Linked DNA regions of Mus musculus: region 2 is linked to region 1. The links are chromatin contacts, called in public HiChIP or PLAC-seq maps. All regions are on one chromosome and are shown on one strand. Each heading gives the region's core, a stretch centred on a gene start, on an enhancer-like site or on the middle of the called end of the contact. The rest is flanking DNA. Distances are from core to core; before and after follow the strand shown. Region 1 overlaps Prkca (protein kinase C, alpha). Region 2 overlaps Gm36709 (a long non-coding RNA gene).

Evidence for each region. HiChIP or PLAC-seq counts read pairs in DNA pulled down with a chosen protein or histone mark.
Region 2: a contact with region 1 is called in an H3K27ac HiChIP or PLAC-seq map of vascular smooth muscle cells, with 6 times the contacts expected there. The contact joins two enhancer-like sites. A contact is called at or near these places in 1 of 15 datasets of contacts at CTCF or cohesin (the NIH/3T3 cell line), 5 of 115 datasets of contacts at active chromatin or transcription factors (embryonic basal ganglia, microglia, pancreatic cancer cells and 2 more) and 1 of 9 other capture datasets (embryonic stem cells).

The regions. Positions count from the first base shown.
Region 1 is chr11:108,177,521-108,182,281 of GRCm38.p6, reverse strand. All of the region lies in intron 3 of Prkca (protein kinase C, alpha), which reads left to right. It overlaps Gm11655 (a long non-coding RNA gene), which reads right to left. Exons shown (of 3, transcript XR_003949784.1): 1 at 266-4,761. Among named protein-coding and RNA genes, the nearest start is that of Gm11655, 7.0 kb to the right of the region's middle. Within about 2 kb of position 1,686, at least 55 of the 459 cell types and tissues checked have an H3K27ac peak or open chromatin away from gene starts, as enhancers often do. A contact at or near this core is called in vascular smooth muscle cells, where this site is marked.
Region 2 is chr11:108,364,152-108,368,874 of GRCm38.p6, reverse strand. It overlaps Gm36709 (a long non-coding RNA gene), which reads left to right. Exons shown (of 4, transcript XR_880267.2): 4 at 1,896-2,045. Among named protein-coding and RNA genes, the nearest start is that of Gm36709, 15 kb to the left of the region's middle. Within about 2 kb of position 1,659, at least 18 of the 459 cell types and tissues checked have an H3K27ac peak or open chromatin away from gene starts, as enhancers often do. A contact at or near this core is called in vascular smooth muscle cells, where this site is marked.

The DNA of each region.
Region 1 (4,761 bases), core at 437-2,936:
TTGTAACTAGAAATATATCACTTAATTTTTAACCAGTTACCTGAAGCCATCTTTCCTAGGGAGCTGTCCTGAGGCTCTCTCATTTAACCCAGTGTTTTTAGGTCGCTGTCATCTCAGGAACTTGGAGAAAAAGGCAGGAGGACTGTCTTAAGTTTAAGGTCACCCTGTTCAAGCATAGCAGGTACCAGCTTAGCTAATAGAGGGAGACCTTTCCAAATAAATAATAAAGTAAGTAGATAAAATAGTGGAATTGGTTAGTGCTTACGTTTGTAAGTAAATTCTTTGTGGGAGAGTCTGTGTCTTTTCTTTCCAAAAATAGAGTGTTCTGCCCTCTCTGGCCTGGCATTGAGAGAAGTGATTGGTGATGTCCCCATGTCCGGATTGACACGAGTTTTACTTGCCAGGCCTTGTTTACCTGAATGTTCTCAGTGCAGGTGAGACTCACACTGAACCTCAGAGCTGGGAAATGAGTATTTCATTCATTGTGACATGTTAAGCCATGTGTGTGACATACCTGACAGTCTTCCCTGCTTGTCACAGGGAGCCATGGAAAACCATTTTCTTGATTAGTGCAGTGTAGTTTTAAAAAAAAAAAAAAAACTAAGAAAAGAATAGTGTACCTTAGCAGCAGTTTTTGCATTGTTTTGATTCAAAAGCTGGTATGATAGATGCCTTTTAGTTTTTCCTGAACAGGGTGCCAGGGAGTTTATGATATACAGGCGCTGAGGCTGCCTCTGGGTTTGGAGGTAGCATCTGAGGAGGCAGCCGCTGAAGGCTCAGAGCTCAATGACATACTGCACACAAACTGGCTTGTTTATAGTATCACTTGACATGTAACATCTTTCTCTTTTTTTTTCTTCCTTCCTTTCTTTTTCTTTTTTTTTTTTGGCATTTGCTCATGTTACATAATCATACCATGTTTCTCGCGCATTTATAATGTGGCAGGTGCTATGGGATGCAGATGTTTAAAAAACATGGCCTTTGTCTTCAAACAGCGTATCCCTAGTGAAGTCATGCATATGCATGAATCTTATTATTATCCCCCTCTGTGGATAGCACCCAGCTGCAAGCGGCTGCTGTCAGTCTGCCTACTGTAAGGATATGAAAACCAAGGCTAGGGGTGATGAAGTCTTTTCTGAAGTTCAGTGGTGGTGCGTGGAGCTCTAAGCTCTGAGCTGGATTCGTCCACTTTCAGATCCATCCTCCCTTCCTGTGCCATAGACTGCGCAGCAAAAGCAACCGGAGAGGCAGTCTTCAGTCAATCATTCCCTGCTTGGGGGCCGAGTCTGGGGTCAGTGTGACTATGAGAAGTCTTATGGCAAGAGATATTGGAAAGGATATTAACAGGAAACTCACCCGTTAGAGAGACCAGAAATATACCCTTATGAAAACGGGCATGCAGGGCCCCAGGGCTGGGTAAGGACCTGCAGTGGCTTGCTCTGATTCTTCAGACAGTAGGGAGGAGGGGTTTTTGAGGGCACCGAGTTTCTGGAAAGATGTTTCGTGCGGCTTCACCCTTATCTGAAAGCTAGCCCAGAGCTTTTGGCTCATGCCAAAGGCTTATTCCTGGATTCTACTGAGTCACTTTGAAAATAAACTGAACTCACGGTCCCACCCAGTTAGCTGGTGCCGTCCTCACCTTGGCGATGCTTTCACGGCTTAGTGCATTTTCCGTAAGTAGAGCCAGGAAGACTCTGTGAACAGAGGCACACATATACTGGGATCTAGGAAAGGGAGGGGTTGGCTGAGGACCTCTGAGCATCTCCACAGTGCCACTAGCTTACTTACAGTAGAATCAAAGGCCTTAAACAGTCAAATGAACTCACTTGCAAGAGGTGTGTTTCAGCTTTCAGTAGTGGCTCAGAGAGATTCAGCCAGTGGGAGGCGTGCCCTCTACTGCCATCCATAGTCTGTGGAGCCAGAAGCTACGAGTTAACTCCGAGTGGAGTCTAGACTAGAAGAGATGGACAGTGGGACGGTCTATTGTTTTATCTGGTACTCATTCAGTGTATCTATCTTTATAAGCCAACCTGCTCTTAAATGTTTGTTTAAAGAACGACATAACAGCAGAAAACAGCTACCAGAACGTCATGGTCCCTGTGAACTTTGTCACCATCCCTGAGACAGTCCTGACAGTCCTACTGATGACTTTCCAGATGTTGTCAATGTGGAGTGTGTTGGAGGTCCTCACGCCCAAGTCTAGGATGACATGTTGACGTGGACATTCCTGTCCTTACTGGCCTCATTCTTGTGTCCCCTCTACTCTTTGCCCCAGAGCTTGCTCCTGTCATCTTCTCCATACATCAGTGTCTGTCCAGCATCTCCAGAGTCAGATACCCCAGAGTTGTCTGGTGCTCTGGGTGTCTTTGTCCCTTCTAGCTGTGTCCCCTCTCCACCCTTTGTCCTTAGTGCAGGACTGTGCCCTAAGGGTTGGTCGCATAGTCTCTGATCTGTTTCCCCACTACATCATCTTGCTTACTTCTACCCAGTGGAATGTTAGTAGTTAAAAATAAATAAAAACGAGGGCCGAAGGATCAGCAGGTAAAAGCCATGGCTGCCAAGCTTCAAAATGAGTTTGATCTCTAGAAAGAGAGAACCAAGTGCCGACAGTTAGCTGCCCTCTGACCTCCACATACAAACCATGGCATGCTCTCTCCACCCTCTGCAAAAGGAAAAAAAAAAAAGGGAATGAAAGGACTTTTAAAAGGGAACACAATGTGTGAGCCCAGCCATGCCTCTCCTGAATCACCCCTCCTGAGGGGTGGGATCGATCAGTAAAGTGTAAACCCGATGGCTTAGCTGTGACTGTTAGCTGGGGACCTTGTTCTTTGTCATCCTAGAAGCTCCAGGAGGGTAACATGGGTGGCTGATGTAGAGGAGTCAGCTTTATAAGAGTCCAGGCCTCAGAGGAAGGAAAGGATGGTGTTTCCTGGTTTAACACAGCCCCAAAGCCTGAGTCCTTACAAAGGGTCCAAGTCGGGACTCTCCAGAGAAACAGATTCAACAGGAAGCATCTACCTGTGTGAGTGTAAAGAGGTTTTCTATAAGGATTAGACACATGGTTTAGGGGCTTAGTCCCAAGACTTTCAAAGTTGATTTGGCAAGCTGGAGGTTCAAGGCAGAGGATCACCTATCCTGGTCCAGCCCTATGTCGGTGTCCCGAGACCCAGGGGAGCTGATGACCTCAGCCCAGCCCCAGTATGAACACTGGTAAGCCCAGGAGCCTGGGAGGAGCTTCTGGGAGCAAGAAACAAGCCCACGTTCAAAGCCTTTAGTCAGTCTTTCCTTCTATTCAGACTTTCAGGGCTTAGGTTGGGCTCACCCAGGTACGGACTTTCTTAGTTTCACTTCCTGTTTTGCTGCCATAGAAAACCCTTACAAAAACAACTTAAGTGTAAAGGGGTTTAGTTACAGGAAAAATGATTTATTTTGGCCCACAGTGGCAGGTTACAGCCTGCTACCGTCAAATCTAGAAGCCACTAGTCACAGTGCATCCACATTTGATAGATCCCCACATATTAGAGCTCAGCTTACTCTCAACCCCTGGACAAGGAATGGTGCTGCCCACAGTGGGTAAATCTTCCCACCCCAATTAACACAATCGAGATACCCCTGCCGGACATGCCCCAAAGTCTGCCTACTCTAGATAATCCTTCCTTGAAGCACCCTTCCAGGTGCTTTTGACAGTTGAAGCTAGCCATGACAGCCACCTACCTTCCTTAGCTCGGGCATTGCTCTCATCCCCAAACACCGTCAGAGAAACACCCAGAGTCACATGTGAACAAAATATCTGGGTACGCAGTGGCCCAGTCAAGGTGACACATAAAACTGATCATGTCAGGTACACAGGCTGTGCACCTTGGAAAGGGTGAGTCACAGGGGCTGATGGCAGAGCCCTTAGCATAGAATGCTTTTCCCTTGCTGTAGACCATGCTTTCTTCCCCCAAATCTTATTCATTTCTATATTCCCCAGTACAGACTACCATTGTTTGTTGAAAACACTGAGAATTCATGTATGTGTAGAATGAAATATGAATGTCTACTCCCCATGTATGAAATTCTCAAAAATAAAGGAAAAATTAAGAATATTAAGATGTACTATATACAAAACTGGATATGACGTTGATGTTATTAAGTACTTGTAGATATCATTAAACTTTCAGATACTTTATTTCTATTTATGAATTCCTATATGAATACATGCATTTACCTAAGCTTATTCAGATACAAAGGAAGATGAAAAAGTTTACAAAGCTCCTATATATTTCCTTGAAATTTTATGGCATAAGCCTAGTGCGCATCAAGCCTGCATAGATGGAGAGATGAGTTATTATATGTGTGTGTATACATATATATATGTGTATATATATATATATATATATATATATATATATATATATCAACTCAAAAGAAACTAAAGTACATGAGTCTCTTATTTGTAAAATTCACAAGCTCTTACAACTAGCAACTAAAATAAAATTTGAACCAAAAAAAAAATCCTAGTTTAGAAAAATACTTAAAACATTTAAAATCCAAAATAAGAGAGAAAGGATTGAGCTTTCCGGTCCCAGAAGCCTGGGTTTCCAGAGAGAATATGTAAAATGTTTTTAGTGGTCTCTCAGAACCACTCCTGGCTTCCTGGATCATAAGGCATGGTCTTCAGGAACTGAGCCTCTCTTTGTTGCTGTTTTGCTTCTCATCTTTTTGAATAAACAGATGTGTGGTTTTCTTTTCAAGTTAGTTACTTCTGAGTGCTTAAAT
Region 2 (4,723 bases), core at 410-2,909, 190 kb before region 1:
TATATATATACTGAATATCTTTACAGTTCACCTATGTTTGTAGTATGCATTGGCACTCCATTCTGTTTCATGGCTGATATTCCTTCTGTATAGATATACCACAGTTTATTTATTCATCCATCCGTTGAAAGACATTTGAGCTGTTTTCATCATTTGGCTCTTTATGGTGTGCACTGCTATAAATAGTCATATATAAGCTTTTTTGTAGCCATATATTTTCATTTTCCTGGGAACTTTCCTAACTGTCTGTTTTTAAAGGACACCATGATAGTCATTATGTACCAATCCTACATGGTTGCCCAACAAGCCGAAAGCCCAACACCAGCTGTAAGCAGCTCTGAGACTTGGCCTTGATTTGTGTTCAAATCGTTGCCTGTCTTAGTTTCCTCACTGTTATTTCAAGGAACCAGTTCCAAGCTGAACTCCCAGTATGCATCCCTCTGGTTCTTTGTTCAGGCCACCCAAAATAAGATAACGATTAGAATACGAAAACCTGTGTGTTCTAGCATCGTTCTGTTGCTGTGATAAAACTCTGGCCAAAAGCAACCTAGAGGAGGAGAGGGTTTGTTTCAGCTCACAGGGAGGTGATGGCAGGAACTTAAGCAGGAACTTGCAGCTGAGATCATGAGGGGTAACTGTGGGGAGAGAGTGTCGCCTGGACACAGCAGGGTGACCGCATATATGAATGCATGGTGGTTAGGATAGGATGCATGAGGCCTGTGTAAGCCACAGCCAGACCAAATCCCAGCTTGGAGAGCAGAGCCAGGCACCCCTAGCCCTGGAGTGACTGACAGCTGTAAACTGCTATGGAAGCAAGGGTCCATTTTCTCTAAGAGTGTAGCCCCTAACCCCCTGTAAGTCAACTGTACTCTAGTGAAGGACAACAAATCAAAGAACATTTTGGACAGCATGAATTGATCTTGAGGGTTTTTGTTTTATTTTTGTTTTGTTTGACACAAAGTTGGGTGGGTTTTAAAGTGGGGTGAATCTGGGAAGTACTGGGGGGGGGTAGTGAATATGATAAAAAAAAATGTACGAAACTCTCAAAGTACTAATAAAAAGGAAAGAAGCCATGGAGAAATGCTGCCTGCTGGCTCACTTGCAGACCCATCCTTGGCTAGTTTTCTTATACAGCCTAGAACCACCTATGCAGGGGATGGTGCCACCCACAGTGGTCTGGGCACTCCTATGATTAACAATCAAAATAATCCCCCTCAGATATTCCCCCTGGCCAGTCTGATATGGCCAACCCCTGGATCTCGAAGTCTTAGCTTACTCTGGGTTGTGTCAACTTGACAGTTAAAACTAGAGGGCCGTGAGTTTCCAAGTCTGTTCACCTGTTCTCAGGCATCACGGAGGAAAAGCGTGGTCTCTTCAGTTTTTGTAAAGGCAGATGGGGTCAATGGCATTAGTGGAGGAGAGAAGCAGTTTGTTGATGGTGTGGGATGCTATCAGGAACCCTTCTAGCCTATTTTTTCCCACCACAGCCACGGAGAAGTGGCTGCTGTCAAAGAGGATGGTGACTTGCTTGGGGTTGTCCAGTAAGCAAAGGACAGACAGGCTGATCTGAAGCCAAGTTTGTGGGTTCCAGCAGCTCTACTCTTTAACTTCCTCCTCCTGCCAGCCTGCCCTACAGTGCTCCTCTCTGCAAGAAAGCAATTCCCTAATGGCACAGTGTAAGAATGTCTTCTTGGCTCTCCATCCTACCACAAAGGAAGCCAATGCTGTTTCATTTTGGTTTTTTTTTTTTTTTCACTCCTGCAAATTTCCCATTCCTGGCAAATGGCTAGATGGCTTTTCTTGTTTTCCCTGGATAGAAAGCAATTTCCAATTGCTTTTCAGCAATCGTCGATTGAACACGCACCTCTGTTTCTTGTTCTCTCCCACACGGACAGGCTGCCTCTAACACAGCCCTATAGGACAAGGAGTGTCTCTGTTGAAGAGTAAGGCACCGTTTCCTGGTTGAAATTCAGCATACATGCCTCAGTGGTAAATGCTCTAACACGAAACATCAGGCGTGTCTACCTGCTGCTGTGCACTGCTCCTGGGGTGTTGGCCATAAAACTGAAAAACTTTCAAACTGCTGTGAATCAATTGCTTCACTCAAGACCCATGACATGTATGTTAACCAAAACAAACAAACAAACAAACAAACAAACAGAAAACAGAAAAATAGTCTGTACTAGCAATGGAGAAAATGAAGACACCAAGATTTGGTGGGAAGAATAACTGAATGGAGTGGAAAACCCAAGTTTGAGTCCAGGCTCTGTCTTTTTCTCTAGCCCTTTGAATCTGACTAAAGTAATTGATTTCTCTGAAGCACAGAATGAGGTTTTGGTGAAGATTGAACCAGACTATATTTACGAATGCTTTCTATAAATATTATGGGGCTAATGAGGTGGCTCAGCGGGTAAAGGTGCTTGCTATAAAAGTCTGGGAACCTGAGGTAAGTTCTGGAACTCAAATGAAGGTGGAAGGAGGGAGCCGACTCTACACAGTTGTGCTCTGGCCTCTGAATAAGTGTCCTGGCACATCCCCCCTGCCTCCCTCCACCACTAAATTTTAGGAAAGGTTAGGTTTGTCATTACTGTTTCTACAAAAAGGCTATAATATATGTTTCTATTTTCTGGCAGAGTAGGCTGATATCTGGAAGACAGGAAAACTTAATAGTATCTTTGCAAAAAGAAACAAACAAACCAGAAATCAAAGCATTGGCTTACAGACTCTATCACCTGAATAAAAAGACTATAGGAGCTCACTAAAACCACATATAAATCCCAGACAGCCTGGATGCTTTAAAGGGCTACATCTCCAATGCTGGCTCCACAGTGAAAAGTGGCAGATCCAGCTAGTGACTTAGTCAAAGTACAAATTCTCAAGTCCCACCTGGACCCATAGAATCTGGAACTCAGAAGGTTGCACACTGTAACCTATATTTAAGAGGTGCTAAGGTGAGATTTTGGTGGCTGAGGTATGACGGCTGCTTTAATACGAAGCCTCGGGGATAGAGGTGTCATTTAGCTGGTAATGTGTTTGCTTAGCACACGTGAAGTTTGAACTCTAGCACCTTGCAGCTGGGTCATGGTAGCACGTGCCTGGAGTGCCAGAACTCAGTGGGTAGAGGCGGGAGGGCTGGAAGTTCAAGGTCACCCTTGGCTACAAAGAGAATTCAAGTCCATCATCGAATATAAGAGACCCTGTTTTTTAAAAAAGAAAGAAAGAAAAGAAAATATGCAACCTCAGTTGGTCTTAGCACAAAGGAGGTAGGTTTTACTGCTCCCGAATTATTGTCCAGAAAACAGAGGAGGCTCAGAAGAGAAGTAGACATTATTCAAAGTCTCAGGAATTTGCTTGACTGCTACAAGCCTCCTTACCCCTCTGCCCACTGCCTTCTAGAAGGATTACGTGTCTAAAACAGTCCTTCCAGCAGCTGACTCAGTAAGCTGGCACACACTTCCAGCCTAGCCAGTTGAATGACCACAAGGTATCAGGAAGATGTGTCACTAAGCAAACAATCCCCGCAGAGAGATACACTGTGCCACAATGAGTCTCTGAAGCCCAAAGTTCCAGCTCTGGGGTGGGGCGAGGCAGGAGCGTTGGGGGGATGGGGGGATGGGGGGAGGGGGGGAGAGGGGGAGGGTGTGTGCCACAGGCGTTCCCCAGCAACCTCCAAGGGCATATCTTTTCCTACTTGGCTCTTCACTATGTTAAACAAACAACTACGTGGCCCTGACCTTGCAGAAGCCCCACCCGCACCCCCCAGAGTCTGATCTCAACCCTGCCTGAGAATCCAGGCTTACTGCTTTTCCAGGGATCTCCACTGAGCATGTGGGCCTCTCAGCTCTCCCCTGAATCTTGCCCATGTGGAAACCTGTGCATTCTCACCCTGCTTCAGCTAAGAGGAGCCCCAGAAATCTGGCTCCTCCTAAGACAGGTCAGACTCTCCTCTGCCCATCCTCTGCAGCTTCAGAGTCTCTGGATATGTCATCCAGTGTGCCAGAAAAGGCGATTAGGAGCCGTTCTCAATGTTTTATGCAGAAACCCTCATCTCCCCAAATGCATTTTCCATTTCACTTCTAGGGAATCCCCAAACCTACAGTGACAACAATCTATTCGACACTTCCACTATACCCATGTTGTGGAAGTGAGAGAGCTCCCCGTCATTCGGGAGAATGTCCTCACTGATCGCAAGTCTCCAAAGGCCTGGCTGGGTGAGGGAAAGGAACTTTTAGAAATCGGGGCTCTGTTCAAGCCACCAAAGAGCCTGACTGGTAGGTGTCTAGGCTACTCTCTTTTCTTCTGCTTCGAGCTCACTTCTAAGCTGACAAAGCAGTTGGAAGTACCGTGTTTCAGCCTGGATGAGATACCTCTCCAAAGAAAACAGGAAGAAGGGACAGATGACACTGGGTAGCAGTTACTAGCACTGGTATTTTAGAAAGCTACTGGAATAGTGAGTTGTGAGGTGAGAGATGGGGACATCACACAGACGATTAGAAGCTCAAGTGATCTGTGGATTACAGTGAGCAGTGATCTTTGGGAGGATGCGGTCACTAGAGTGCAGGTCTGGAGCAGAGGACAGCTGACAAGGGTTAAGGAAGAGAAGATGCAAGAACCAGGCTTCTCTAGAGTGTTTCCGAAGAAAGACATCTGGGCAGGCAGCTCAGTTGACAGAGTGCTTTCTCTCAGCGCTGGGTCCAGCAGAACACAAACCAGCTGTGGTAGT